Regions from separate parts of the Oryctolagus cuniculus genome. Here region 1 is linked to region 2. Evidence: chromatin contacts called from public Micro-C data. All regions are on one chromosome and are shown on one strand. Each heading gives the region's core, a stretch centred on a gene start, on an enhancer-like site or on the middle of the called end of the contact. The rest is flanking DNA. Distances are from core to core; before and after follow the strand shown. Region 1 holds the start of TMEM192 (transmembrane protein 192). Region 2 holds the start of MSMO1 (methylsterol monooxygenase 1).

Region 1 (7,334 bases), core at 1,752-4,251, 230 kb before region 2:
ACACACTGCAGGAGTCCAGTATGCGTGCTGACTGAATAAAAGATTGCCCAACTTCTCGACTACTTGGGATCAGAGAAATTTAAACAAAGCCAACATTGAGATCTCAACTGCAGGACAGTAATCAACTTCTATGCACCAGCCACAACCTTCACCCATACAGGCTTCCTATAGTGCCCCATAAATCTTCCACTTTCTTTTATCTTTCTTAGAATTCAATTAATTGTTCACAGTCTAGTTCTCCACAAAAATCTGTCCTAAAGTATTTCTTTTCTCTGCTTTAAACTACTGTAAAACACAGTACTCATAATATTCGTTAGCAGTATTTCTTATGCTGCCTTGTATTGCTTTCTTCTTTATGTGTATATCTTGATTCTCCTGAAGCAGTTAGGACCTGTAATGATTGGATTGTGTATCAAATACTCACACACTGACTGTCCAGCGGCTCCAACAGGAAGTATGAAGCAGGACCATACTCCCAGGACCAATCATTCTGTGAACCCACTATGTGCAAGGGAAAGAGGAGGGGACAAGGATTCCTGAAATCAAATATTTCTTCATGGCCAGTATTAACAATTCCATTACCACCTGTAAAGGACATCTCTTGTTCCTGTCCACTGTGTACCTTTGCCTTAAGTCTTAGTGGGAACATCTTCAGGACTCTTCACCCTCTGCAGGCCCGGGGGTGGTCATGGAGCAAACAGCAGCTGGGTCAATCCAACTCTTTCTGGGCAGCAAAGTCTACGGTTGTTGCACATTTATTCTGCGGCAGGCCCTAAAAGAACTCCTGTAACTTAGACCCCTTGAGCTGACTATGGTTCATTTCAGAGACCCTGCTGGTCATTCACCCTATATCTTTCCAAATAAATCCCTGTCTTAAATTAGCCATAGGTGGTTTCACTGTTTGCAAACAATAAACCCTAACTAACCTACAGTCTTTCCATTTTCTCAATTGAAAATAAATAATTACCAAAAAGAGTGACTTAGAGCTAAAGAGATATAGTTACATAACTGTTGGTGAAACAATTGCTAGGTGAAATGGAGATTGGTAGGTCTGTACTCATCCTGAAACCGAAAGTCACAGACCCAAGATCTCTGGAGCAGCCAGCACCCAACCAAGATGCATTTAATGTGTTTTTCTAAGACTCATTTTCCTCTTAGATATCCAATTTTTCCATAAATTGTCAGTTCATTAATCTCATCCTGAAGAATTCATAAACAGGGGCAGGCACTGGGCACCACACTTAAAGTCACTGCTTAGGATACCCACATCCCATATTTTTAGAGTGCCTGTTTTCTCTGCTTCTGATTCAGTTTCCTGCTAGTGGGCCTGGAAACCACCCCTGTGGGAGAGCAGGATAAAGTTCTGGCTTCATCCTGGCCTAGACTTGGCTCTTGTGGCCATTTGGAGAGTTAACCAGGATATGGAAGATTCCCCCTCTCTCTCTCTCTCTCTCTCTCTCTCTCTCTCTCTCTTGCTGTGCCTTTCAAATAAATAAATAAATCTTAAAAAAAAAAAATCACATCCCTAGACGTTTACAAAAAGTGGTGGCCATTTAGCACTACGGTTAAGCAGCTGCTTGGGCACCTGCATCCCACACAGGAGTGCCTGGTTCCAGTCCTGGCTCCTAAGCTTCTGATTCAGTTTCCTGCAAATGCACATCCTAGGAGAGCAGGTGATGGCTCAGTACTTGCGGTCCTCCCACACGTGTGGGGGACCCAGCTGTGAGAGACCCAGCTCTGGGGTCCTGGCTTTGGCCTGGCCCATCCTTGGTTGCTATAAGCATTTGAAAAGTGAACCAGCAGTTGAAAGATCTTTCTCTGCCTCTCTCTCTCTGAATCTCTGCCTTTCAAATAAAAGTGAAAAATAACATTTTTTAAAAATTCACCAGGGATTCTGCTTTAACTACAAGTCTCCAATCTACTTTCAGGTTTTACCATTAGCTTTCTGTTTTCTCAGCTAGAAAAGAACTAAAATTTTTAGTCATATCATTAGGAATTGGTCTCTATTTTGTCAAGATGATTTAACTATGGTCACTATTTGTACTACAACCTAAGGTCTTGCAGCACTGGAACCAGGGTTCCCATGTCTTTCGCCTTTCCCAATGTGCTCCATTCAGTGAAAGGATCATAGCAATATTCCTATTTGTTTATTAACCCAAGCAAGCGCTTTAATGTACCTGCCATCTTTGCGTTCCGAAGAGAGCAAGCATTTCATTATGTGTAATGGGCAACCCAGTTAATAATTATAAACAGTCTTCGTATAAACTCAGGCAAGTAAGACTTCTGCAATTTTGCACTATACGCACAGGGATTTTACGTCCTCTGCCTTGGATCGAAGATTTGAGACCCTTCTCATGCTACCATGCTTACATAGAAAAACAGCACGTGACACTGTTTTCCTCCAATGGGGGTTTCCGGGCTATGACAGCGACAGGTCCAGGGCTGCCCACGGGACGCCGCGACCTGCCGCAGCCTGTTCAGGGGCCCTGCCGGCGGGGACCCGGGCCCCTCTGCGTGCCCAGGGGGACAGCGCGGCGCCCAGACACGCGCGGGGACGCAGGGCGCCCGGGCCAGACGCGCGTCACGTGAAGCGCGCAGTTCCGGGGCCACGGACGCGCGCCGCACGTGGGCTGCGCGCCAGCCTGGGGCGGCCGCCCCCCGAAGCCCACCCGGCCTCCCGCGGGAGAAGCCGGCAGCCTGCAGCACTCGGCCTCCAGGGCCGCCCGCAACCAGCCCCGCGCCCTGGGCCGCGCCGCACCCCCAGTCTCCGCCCCTCGCGCCCCAGCACAGGAAGAACGGGATTCCGGAGGCAGCGCCCACCACCTCCCCTTCCGCGCACTCACGTCCTCCGTCCGGGCCCCCGCTGCCATCTCCCGACGCCCGAGACCGGAGCCCGGGCCAGCCCGGCCTGCCCACCTGCGCCCGGCCGCCGCCGGCCCAGGACGAGTCTCCACCTTCAGGGACCGGCGGGCCCTCCCCGCGGACACGCCCCCTTCTCCGCCCGCCCCGCCCCTCAGGCCCGGGCCCCGCCTCCCCTCGCTCCCGATTGGCCGGGGCGGAAGGAGGGGCGGGCCTCGCCCAAGCCCCGGGCTCTGAGCGGCGCCCGGAGAGCGCGGGCTCCCGCTTCGCGCCGCCGCGTCTCTGTCAGCTCTCGGCCGCGCTCGGGCGTGCTTGCGTGGCTGGTCCGCCAGTTGAACCCTTTGCGGTAAGGTGTTTGCTCTGTGCTGAGGGAGACCCCGTGGTAAAATCCCACCCCACCCGGAGAGGGACGGAACAAACCTGATTTACCTGGCGTCTGAGTGGTTTAACTTCACCAGCGTCCTACACAGGGTCACACCACGATCGGTGTGCGGAATAGGCACCGTGGGAAACAAATTTTTGGATTTTTTTGCTCCTTTGTTAAAGGAATTAACAGAGAAGGCTGGGGAATTATCTGATAATACATTATAATTAAAATGTAGTCAGAAAAGGAAAGTGAAATTTTCTGTCAGTGCCACCCCTCCCCCCACAACCGGATGAATGCTTATTTGCATATGGCGTGTACTGGGGTCCTGTTTGCAAGGCTGGGGAAACATGAAAACACGTAAAACATTACGTGGTGAAACCACGCAAATGTCAGCAAAGGCAAGGACGGTGTCGGACTCCACGTGGTCCGAAGGTGTCTCAGTCCCGAGATTCTGTGAATTTTTTCTCAAGTTTCTAGATACGCATTTCCCCTCCATATTTGGAAAATTGTCAAGGCTATAGCAATGCTGAAATACTAGTACCCTGAAATCCGTGGATGTGCCCCTTATGTGAATTTATCAGTTGTTAATATCATACCAAAACTGCTGTGTGTGTGTGTAACTGAACCATGTAAACGTTGAGGACAATATGAAACGCTATACTCCGTTGCCTAAAAGTAAGGATAGTTCCTTCATCAAGACAATCATTACACACCTAAGAAAACTCATAATACTATGTTTACTACCATCATAGCATAGTATTATAATTGTATGTTTACTAACTACTCTAGGCCAATGTTTTTCAAACTGTCCCTGTAGCGATACTATCTCTTCCCATGATCACAGCTGAAAGTCCTCTAGCAAAAGACAGGTTAGCTAAAGGAAAGGATGACAAAAATTTTTTTAAAGATTTATTTATTTGAAAGGCAGAGATACAGAGAAAAGAGAGAAGGCAGGGAGAGAATCTTCCATCTACTGGTTCACTTCCCAAATGGGTCAAACTACTGGGGCTGGGCCAGGCCAAAGCCAGGAGCCAGGAGCTTCTTTTGGGTCTCCCATGTGGATGCAGGGGCCCAAATACTTGGGCTCCCCTCTGCTACTCTCCCGGGGCCATAGCAGAGAACAGGATCCCAAGTGGAGCAGCCAGGACTCGAACTGGCACCCATATGGGATGCCGGCACTGCAAGCGGAGGTTTAACTTGGTGCAACACAGCGCCAATCCCCCAAGCTTAACATTTCAATATAAGTTTTACAGGACACAGAAGCCTCCAGAAATGAGGAATCAAGCACACAGAGCAAAGGGTTCTAGAATGAACAGCCTGTAGAACTATTGGACAGAAGAGTATGATCTACTGGAAACAGACTGAGGAGGCAGCTGGGCCTGTCTGCTCTGATTCTTGGCCTCTCTGCAACATTCCTTCCTTCCCCGTGGGGGACAGAATCCTTTCTGGAGTGGGGATGTTATGACCAGCTAGGTCAGACAATTCCTTATGTCCAGCTCTTACACAGAAAGGGAGTTTTGCATTATGTATTCTGAGGTCTATGGCTGGATTTGGGGGAAAGTAGTTCTTTAATGCCTTGGGAGAGGAATTCTGGTTTCCATGCTTGCCTGGGGTGAGAATGAAGTGCCTAAGAAAGGCAGACAGGAGGCCGGCGCTGCAGCTCACTAGGCTAATCCTCCGCCTGTGGCGCCGGCACCCCAGGTTCCTTTTTTTTTTTTTTTTTTTTTTTTTGACAGGCAGAGTGGACAGTGAGAGAGAGAGACAGAGAGAAAGGTCCTCCTTTGCCGTTGGTTCACCCTCCAATGGCCACCCGGCCAGCACGCTGTGGCCAGCATACCGTGCTGATCCGAAGCCAGGAGCCAGGTGCTTCTCCTGGTCTCCCATGTGGGTGCAGGACCCAAGCACTTGGCCATCCTCCACTGCACTCCCTGGCCATAGCAGAGAGCTGGCCTGGAAGAGGGGAAACCGGGACAGAATCCGGCACCCCGACGGGGACTAGAACCCGATGTGCCAGTGCCGCAAGGCGGAGGATTAGCCTAGTGAGCCGCGGCGCCAGCCAACCCCAGGTTCTAGTCCTGGTTGGGGCACCGGATTCTGTCCCGGTTGCCCCTCTTCCAGGCCAGCTCTCTGCTGTGGCCCAGGAAGGCAGTGGAGGATGGCCCAAGTGCTTGGGCCCTGCACCCGCATGGGAGACCAGGAGGAAGCTCCTGGCTTCAGATCAGCGCAGTACCTGCCGTAGCGGCAGTTTGGGGGGTGAACCAACGGAAAGAAGACCTTTCTCTCTATGTCTCTCTCTCTCTCTCTCTCTCTCTCTCTCTCTCTCTCTCTCTCTGTAATTCTACCTGTCAAATAAATAAATAAAATCTTTAAAAAAATGTTAAAATATTGTGTTAGTGACAGGTGTTTGGTGCCGTGGTTAAGCCATCACTTTCAAAGCCAGCATCCCACATTGGAGTGCCCAGGTTTAAGTTTTAGCTCTGCTCCCATTCCAGTCTTCTGCGTATATGCACCCTGGGAAGCAGTGGTGATAGCTCAAGTATTTAGGTCCCTGCCACCCAGGTGGGAGACCCAGATGAGTTCGCAGGTCCTGGCTTTGACCTGGCCCATCCCTGACTGTGGTGGTGTTTGGGAAGTGAAGAGCAGATGGGACATCTCACTCTCTTTGTCTCTTTGCCTTTCAAATAATGAAAGTCTTTAAAATATTATGTCATTCAAATAGCTCAGCACAGCACATGTTTTTTTCTAGAGATTGAAAAGTATCAAAATAAAGGAAGGTTGGAGGAAAAAGATGGTGAACTTTGTATGCTAAAGGGAGTGTTCTCACTTTCATAGTAATAATCTGTGTTTAGCCAGCATAAACCAGAAGGGGGCAGTGGTGTCAGGAAATAGAATTCTGAACTGGGCACGGCTTCATGGGATGGGAGAGGATGTGTGAGTTTGTCAGGCTAAGAGGTATGGTTCAGGAGGAGACCTTGACTTCCAGGATATAGAGTGAGGAGAAAAGGATGCCCTCTGGAAGGTCAGGGTGACTCTTTAGAAGGAAGAAGGGGAACATGAACCGTCTGGTCCTAGGAGGTTGTTTAGGCCTAGCCACACCAGAATAGATACTCTTTCATGTTTAGTTTATCCATGTCAAAAGTTAGAAATAAAGGGAAATCTGTAATTGTTACTGAGAGTCATTGATATGAATTCTCAGGAAATATAAGCAGAAACAACAGGTTAGGTGCATAAGTAGAGTTCTGTGGAACTTTGTCCCATATGCACCCTCCCTAAGAGTATTTTTATTTTTTTAAAGACTTTATTTCTTTGTGGCCAGTAGCAGGTAAAGCTGCCACCTGCAGTGCCAGCACCCCATATGGGTGCCGGTTCGAGACCCAGCTGTTCCACTTCCGATCCAGCTCTCTGCTATGACCTGGGAAAGCAGTGGAAGATGGCCCAAGTCCTTAGGCTCCTGCACCCACATGGGAGACCAGGAAGAAGCTCCTGGCTCTGGATCGGCGCAGCTCCAGCCGTCGCAGCCATCTGGGGAGTGAACCAGTGGATGGAAGACCTCTCTCTCTCTCTGCCTCTCCTTCTCTCTCTGTGTAACTGACTTTCAAATAAAATAAATAAAAGAGCACCGGCCCCAACCTCAGAGTATTTTTAAGGCACTTCAGGCACAGATGATATATATGGGGAATTAATACCTAGTCACCATCAGAGAGCATTAAAATCTTAGTTCATATAAAAAGATTTAAATAGACATAACTCTGTAAGGAAATTTTACATATGAAAGTGTCTCCCAGGCTGATGTTGTAGCATCCCATATGGGTGCTGGTTTGTGTCCCAGCTGCTCCACTTATGATCCAGCTCTCTGCTGTGGCCTGGGAAAGCAGAAGATGGCTCAAGTGCTTGGGCCCCTGCACCCACGTGGGAGACCCAGATGAAGCTTCTGGGTCCTGGCTTTGGCTTGATTTAGCCCTACCTGTTGTGGCCACTGTGGAGTGAACTAGCAGATGGAAGATCTCTCTCTCTCTCTCTCTTTCTGTCTCTGTAACTCTGACTTTCAAATAAATAAATAAATAAATCTTTTTTTAAAAAAAGTGTATCCTACTTCATTTTTTCATGA
Region 2 (7,427 bases), core at 2,507-5,006:
CTCATAGCTCAGAAGCCTGTCAATTCCTCTTCACCAGTTACACAGCTCTGTCTCCATCCCCTTCCCAGAGGTCAGTGGTGGGGCTGCAAGTGCCAACCCGTTAGTCACTGGCCCTTCTAGTGACTGTTGTCATTCTGAAAACTCTCAGGGCCCTTCCCTCTGCCACCATGAGCACAGACCCTCGTGAGTAACAATTTCCTATCAGGAAACTGAAAAGGTTCTAGGACAGGGAGAGGAACTCTGTAAAAGCAAACATTTCATATACCAGACCTCTAAACGCCGATGTTCCATGAAACTATGAGTCTGTGATGTCTGAATTGAAGATTTATCTCAACATTTTTCAAGTTTTAAGATACTATAATCAGTCTATTAAGGTAAAAAAGTATTAACTACTTAGCATGCCAAATGCCTCTTTTTTAAAAAAATGATTTTATTTATTTATTTGAGAGGTAGAGTTACAGACAGTGAGAGGGAGAGAAAGAGACAAAGGTCCTCCCTCTGTTGGCCCACCCCCCAAACGGCTGCAACAGCTGGAGCTGCTCCAATCAGGTGCCAGGGCTTCTTCCTGGTCTCCCACGTTGGTGCAGGGGCCCAAGCACTTGGGTCATCTTCCATTGACCTTCCCAAGCCACAGCATATGGGTAGCTGGGACTAGAACCCATATGGAATGGCAGCACCACAGCCAGAGGATTAACCTACTGTGCCACGGCGCCGGGCTGCCTCCTGTCTTTTCTTTCTTAAGCTGTGTAATAGTTATAGCATAAAGTGTTTTGCCAAGGTATCAGTAGCTGTATTCCTAACTATGATTTCAGGGTCTTTGGACATAATTCTCTTCCCCACGCCATCTTTGTCTTTTCATCTTGGCTTGTTTTGTTAAAGCACGTAGAAGTGTTCCCAGCTTGTTCTGTTTTATGAAAAGGAGGTCAGAAGTTAAGGCCAACAGGTGTCTCAGAGATGCTGGCTAGGAAGCATGCTGTGTAGACTGCTACCAGACTTTAGTTTGTGCTGTGCTACATGAGTCCTCGTGTTTGCCATCTTTTTTTCATCGCAATGATTTGTAATCTCAGCTGCTGAACGAGTTTGAAACTTATTTTACCAGATGTACAGGGGTAGAATCACAACACGTAGCAACGTGCTAAGACTGCATGTTCCAGTGTGACCTAAGCAGATTGCCTCCCCCTCAGTTTTACGGTTGCCAGTACCTTATAGTGGAGAGGTGGCTACTTGGGAAAAGGGAACCATACCTTGAGTTGATTCTGGGGTTCTCATCCTGGCTGCACCGCCCTTGAAGGAATAAAGCAGTGTGGTCTATTGGGAAGCCCACTGGAAAGAAAGAAATGACTCCTGAGTTGGCATCCCCCCATCAGTTGCTGGCTATGACTTTCTCTTTTTTATTTATTTATTTATTTATTTATTTATTTATTTATTTATTTTTGACAGGCAGAGTGGACAGTGAGAGAGAGAAAGGTCTTCCTTTACCGTTGGTTCACCCTCCAACGGCCACCACGGCCGGCGCGCTGCGGCCGGTGTACCGCGCTGATCCAATGGCAGGAGCCAGGTACTTCTCCTGGTCTCCCATGGGGTGCAGGGCCCAAGCACTTGGGCCATCCTCCACTGCCCTCCCTGGCCACAGCAGAGAGCTGGCCTGGAAGAGGGGCAACCGGGACAGAATCCGGCGCCCTCCCCCCCCCCCAAGCTATGACTTCCAACACATTCCTTAACCTCTGACCTTGGTCACCTCTAAAATGATGACAGCAGGGTTATGTCACAAAGTTATGAGGTTTGAAAGAAATGACGCATGTTAATGTGCTTGAAATACAGGGGCTCTCAGTAATTGTAGCTGTTGTTACTCTCAGCCTGTCGGTATTTTCATTACAGGGAAATAAATGAGTTTGACAAAGGCTGTGAAGAGGCTGCGAGGTGCCTCCCTGCTGAAACCCTGCACTGCTAAAGACCCCATTTCCATCCTTGCAAGTTCAGCACAGCCATTTTCCTATGATGGACCCGAGCCTCTTCCATCATGCGGAAAACTCCATGATAAGCACACGGCTGCCACAAGGACTCCACCCAGACTCCATCCCGTTGGGACATTCAGTTAGGGCACCACCACCTACCCAGTAAGGGGAGTGACCCAGCTGGGGTGGTGGCCATTCTCATGAGGTTGCCCACACGCCTGTCCTGCGTGTGTACTATGTCTTTAATATCTTTCAGAAAAAAAAGTCCTGTTCCCATTCTTGCAGCGTATCTACCTTGCTTTGATTTCATCTCACAGTGAGACAAGAACTTGAAGTAAATCCAGCTGGGGCTCCCCATGCCCCACAACAGGTTGTACTGCAATATCTGTGTTTCCTTCCGTCTCTAAATCTTCAAAGTTTAAAATAATACTGTGACCGTCTACACACATACAGCTGCTCCGATTTGGAAAATTATCTCTGCCATGGTAGAATTCTCCTTCATTTACTGGACACTTCTTGTATTCTCGATGCTGTGTAAACGGCCTTACTTATCTTAGTCAATACAACAAACTCTGAGGTGTAGATGTTACTAAAATGCGCAGTTTACAGAAGTCCTAGAGAAGAGAAAAGAAACTTATCCAAGAGTACACTGCTAGTAAATGACAAACCGGGTTAGCCTGACCTCACAGCGCAGTCTTCGTGCTGCTTGACAAGCTTGGGAAGGGCGGCAGGTTTAGGCAAGGACAGGGTGAGCAATCAGATACAGAATTGGGGGAGCTGTGGAGCAGCAGGGGCCAAGCTAGGAAGCCCGAATTGGGACCACCACTCAGGGGTACCCAGGCTGCCCGCTGCGCAGGGTGTGGGCCAGGGGGACAGGTGGTTCTGGCAGTCAGTACTCAGAACTCGCCTTCCCACACAGGCATCCCGTCCCCTTTCTTCTCCTGTCCTGTGCCCTCTCTGCCCTACTTCACAGAGAGTGGGTGTGCCAGACACAGGGGACAGTCACACCCAGTGTGACTGATGGAGATCATTGACCTAAGAGACAAGGGTGAGAGGGGACTTCCTGGGGGAAGAACTCCTCTCTGAACGGATGATTCCCCCCGCGTAGAGCAAAGCCAGGGAAGCCAGACGCGACAGCATGCTGTTTGCAGACATCCATAGACAGCGCCTTCGCGTTGGTTGGTTAAAGCACCACTAATAGGCACGACGTTGGGGAAAAGACGAGTAGGGCGCGTCCCTGGCTGAACCGGCCACCCCCGCGGCAGGGGACTTTTCAGTGTGTGCACACTTAGCTGCTGAGAGCAGGCAGGAGAGCGCGTGGAGCTGGGGGAGAAGGTGGCACAGCCCGCCCCGGGCCCCGGGCGTGCAGCCTCCCACGGCGCGATGCCAGGTGGGGTCAAGGCCTGCACGTCGGCTGCAAGATGGGCAAAGCGGCCACGAGCTCGCTGGACTGTGCAACTCTTCCCCACCCAGGGATTCGGGCGAGGCCGGGGGATGGCCCGGGTGGGCGGCACAAAGACCCAAGTCCAAGGTCAGACCGCACACACCGGAAACACAGAATTTTAAACCAGGCACACTGCTTCCTCCCCCAACCCCCAGGTTCTGGCACTGTGGCTTCCACACAGTTCACGCCTGAGGTAAACAGCCCTGGGGCAGCGGCGGCGGGGAAGCCCGCCCCGCACAGCGCCCCCGACGACCCCGCGTGGGCCGCGGTTGCCAAGGCGACTCCCGGCTCTCTGTGCCCGCCCCCTCACGCCGTCGCGCGGCCTCACGCTTCCCCGCCCCCGGGCGCGCCGCGGCGCTCGCCACTGGCCGGGCGGCCCGGTCTCACTATCCTCACTCCATCCGCGGAGCCAATGGCTGGGGGGCGCCTGGGATTCGTTACCGTGAGTCACACGCTGCCGGCAACGACGCGGGCCAATCAGCGTCTGGGGAAGGCGGGGCGGGAACCCTCAAAGGCCAATGATGGCAGCGGGCGCCGGTCTCGCCCTCTAGGCTCCACCCCCCGGTGCGGGAGAGGTAGTTTCCGAGGCCGCAGCACCTGGCTAAATCTGGGTGGCGGTGGCGCGCAGTCACCTCGCGGCTGTGCAGGTGAGGGGAGCGGGAGAGCGGCTCGTGCGCTGGGACGGCGGGGCGGGCGGGCGCCGAGCCGTGCGCCGTGGGAGCAGGTCGTGGGTGCGCGCGCGCGCGCAGGGGGCTGAAGTGCCATTCGCGGGGTGCGGGGACGGGGCGCGTTAGGAGGCCCTGAGGAAACTTGGACGAGACGCGGGGTGCGCGGGGGGCGTGGGGTCGGGCGTCCGAGAGGAGGCCCCCGAGGGCTGACCAGGAGCCGGGTAGCGGGACCCTCCGCAGCCACGCAGCGCTTTTCCGTGGGGCGGCGGGGACCCCGCGCAGGCCGCCGGGGAGGCGGGACACGGGGACGGAGCGGGGGTTGGGGTTCAGGTATGGGGTGCTGAGGTTGGGGGCGGGCAAGGTGGAGGCAGCAACGAGGAAGTGGCGCTGCCCGGGCGCCGGTGGCCGGAGCTCGGCGAATCCGCAGTTCCGCGGGGTCCTGCTGGCTGCTACGCCTGCTCCGGGGTTCCAGTCGGTCGGGCTGCCCCGGGATGCGACACAGAAAGAAAAGTGACTCTTCCCAGACTTTGTTTCCTTGACTTGTTAGTTTTTTTTTTTTTTTTAACCTTGTTCATTTGACAACAACTGTGTCCCCGGATATGGGTGAAACTCCTAGAGGCTCATTGCACGAGCTTGCCTCCTGGATGGCCTGACAGTGAAGAGTGTAATGGAAGCAGAGACGGGAGGGACTCGTGCCTCGTGTCGCCATGGCTGAGGAGGTGGAGGTGCAGCTCACCGTGTTACAGGAGGTGGAGAGTGGGCGGGAGTTGCAGGAACCGGCGGTCGGACTTCTGCCTGAAGCCGGAGTTCAGGGGAGAGGGTTTGAGGTGGAGGTGGTGGTTGGGAGCGCATTGTCAGTAACAGTGTAGCTTTTAGGGGGTCTTGTCCGGTTTCCACAGCAGATAGTTCCCATCAATCACTCAAGTTAGTCTGGAATGTTAGAAGGGACTGATAGTTCCCATCACTCAAGTTCGTCTGGAATAGTTAGAAGGGACTGAAGATGGCGGCACCGGGGGAAGTTCCCAGCCCCCACTCTCAGGTCTTTTCTCAAAAGCTACCCCAGGGACCTACAAATCAGAAAGTGCTGTGTTCTTTCTCCTCGCCCAATCCAGTCTTTGATTTTGGATCCGCTGTCACATCTCTGCCTCTCCTTCTCCCCCCACACCACCTGTTTTAATCTGGTCACCCCCTCCTCACGTCCTAGGTTTCAGTTAAGTTAGTATTTAGAAACTCTAAGGTTCTGTGCTGTGCCAGTCCCCCCCCCCCCCATTGTTCTTACCATGTGATTCTGCTTGGTTACTTCTTGTGTTCCTCACAGGAGTTTGTGTGTTAGAAAGTCAGGACTGAAGACAGCAGCTAGCACGGTGACCGTACACAACAAGCACAGATTGTGAGTGAATGCCTGTGGCTCCCAGGAACCAAGAAACAGGAGTATTTCAAGGAGCGAGGCATCAACTATCCCAGATTGTTCAAATAAAACATCCCATATGGATGCTGGTTTGAGTCCCTGCTGTTCCTTTTCTGATCCAGCTCTCTGCTGTGGCCTGGGAAAGCAGGGGAAGATGGCCCAAGTCCTTGGGCCCCTGCACCTGCATGGGAGACCCAGAGGAAGCTCCTGGCTCCTGGCTTCGGATTGGCACAGCTCTGGCCGTTGTGGCCATCTGGGGATGGGGAGTGAACCAATGGAGGGAAGACTTTCTCTCTCTCTCTCTCTCTCTCTCTCTCTCTCTAACACTGCCTCTCAAATAAATAAAATCTTTAAAAACTATAAAATAGCGCCAAAGAATGTTGGCTTTGTCAGGTAAGAGATCCTCAGTGATTTCAGTAAGAGTAAATTCAGTGTGGTGATGGGAGTAGAGAGCAGACTAGAGAGTAAGTGGGCAGTGAAAACGTAAGAAACTGCTCATGTGGAATTTTTTTTTTTTTAAAGAGCTTAAAAAGAAGATTTATTTATTTGAAAGGCCAAGTGACAAAGAGAAGGAGAGGCAGGCAGAGATCTTTCATCCTCTGCTTTCATTCCCCAAAAGGCTGCAACAGCCAGGACTGGACCAGGCCAAAGCTAGGAGTCAGGGACTCCATCCTGGTCTCCCACATTGGTGACAAGGACCCAAGCATTTGGGTCTTTTTCTGCTGCCTACCTAGGCACATTAGCACAAAGTCGAGTTGGAAGTGGAGTGGCTGGGACTTGAACCAGAGCTCGAATGTGACATGCTGGTGTTTAACCCACTATGCCACAATATTAACCCCTCATGGGCAGTTCTCTTGTCAGAAGTCATGGGTAGGGCCGGCGCCGTGGCTCACTTGGTTAATCCTCCGCCTGTGGCACCAGCATCCCATATGGGTGCTGAGTTCTAGTCCCAGTTGCCCCTCTTCCAGGCCAGCTCTCTACTGTGGCCCGGGAGTGCAGTGGAGGATGGCCCAGGTGCTTGGGCCCTGCACCCCATGGGAGACCAGCAGAAGTACCTGGCTCCTGGCTTCAGATCGGCCGTAGCGGCCATTTGCAGGGTGAACCAACAAAAGGAATACCTCTCTCCCTCTCTCTCTCTCTCACTGTCTACAACTCTACCTGTCAAATAAATTAAAAAAAAAAAAAAAGATTTAAAAACTGCTGCATGGTTGTTGGCTGTTTATAGCCAATCTACTGTAAGGCCCATGCCAAGCCCTTCGCATGCATTATTTCTTGCACTCACTCGAAGAACTCTTAGTGACTGTTTTTGCAGTTTTGATGAAATTGCAGCTCTGATCGGGTCACAGGGTCCGTAAGTGGTGTTGCTTTGACATGTCGGATTTGTGATGACTTTCAGAGAAGTGGAGATCAGGGAGATTGTCGTATTCTGCAGTCTCATGGGTCGCTGGAGTTGTCTGGGCGTGGGCGGGGCACCGAATGCAAGCAGTCCAGTGAGTGTGGGTGAGACACATGTTCAAGAAGTACTGGGATGTTTGTAGACTTGAGAGAACAGACTCACTCAGAGGAGAAAGTTAGGTGAGGGAGACAAGTTTCCTGATGAGGTGAGGACATGGAAAACTGGGCCGTCTTGGAAGGATAGTGAACAGAGACATTTTGAGGTTGAGGAAGTGAAAGACGTAGCACTAGTCACTGTGGTGTCAGTCCTTTGAGGAGGGGAAGACAGAAAGATGAGAACGTGAAGTTGAGATGAGAATGTGAGTTGCCTGGGCTCCCTGGTACCCCATCTGTGGCATGGGTGAGAGGTCAGTTTGAGAGGCCGGGGCTGGGGGCAGCAGTTTGTGCACCATCAAGAATTCTTAAGGGGCTTTAAAATACCCATCTTCAGAGTGTGATCACTGTTCTTAGCGGTCACGGCTGTGGAGTGTTCTCTGCAGCCTTCATTGCATTTTCTG

The links. A called contact is a pair of places that touch in the nucleus more often than the background predicts.
Region 1: a contact with region 2 is called in a Micro-C map of ear pinna, with 4 times the contacts expected there. The contact joins the promoter of TMEM192 here to the promoter of MSMO1 in region 2. A contact is called at or near these places in 3 of 6 Hi-C or Micro-C datasets (ear pinna, skin fibroblasts and an unstated tissue).

What each region holds. Positions count from the first base shown.
Region 1 is chr8:131,728,773-131,736,106 of mOryCun1.1, reverse strand. TMEM192 (transmembrane protein 192) reads right to left here and starts at 3,001. Exons shown (of 5, transcript XM_017350134.3): 1 at 2,844-3,001. The coding sequence starts at 2,870. It overlaps LOC127487136 (a long non-coding RNA gene), which reads left to right and starts at 3,043. Exons shown (of 2, transcript XR_007913672.2): 1 at 3,043-3,205; 2 at 6,522-6,845.
Region 2 is chr8:131,503,315-131,510,741 of mOryCun1.1, reverse strand. MSMO1 (methylsterol monooxygenase 1) reads left to right here and starts at 3,756. Exons shown (of 6, transcript XM_070047274.1): 1 at 3,756-3,841.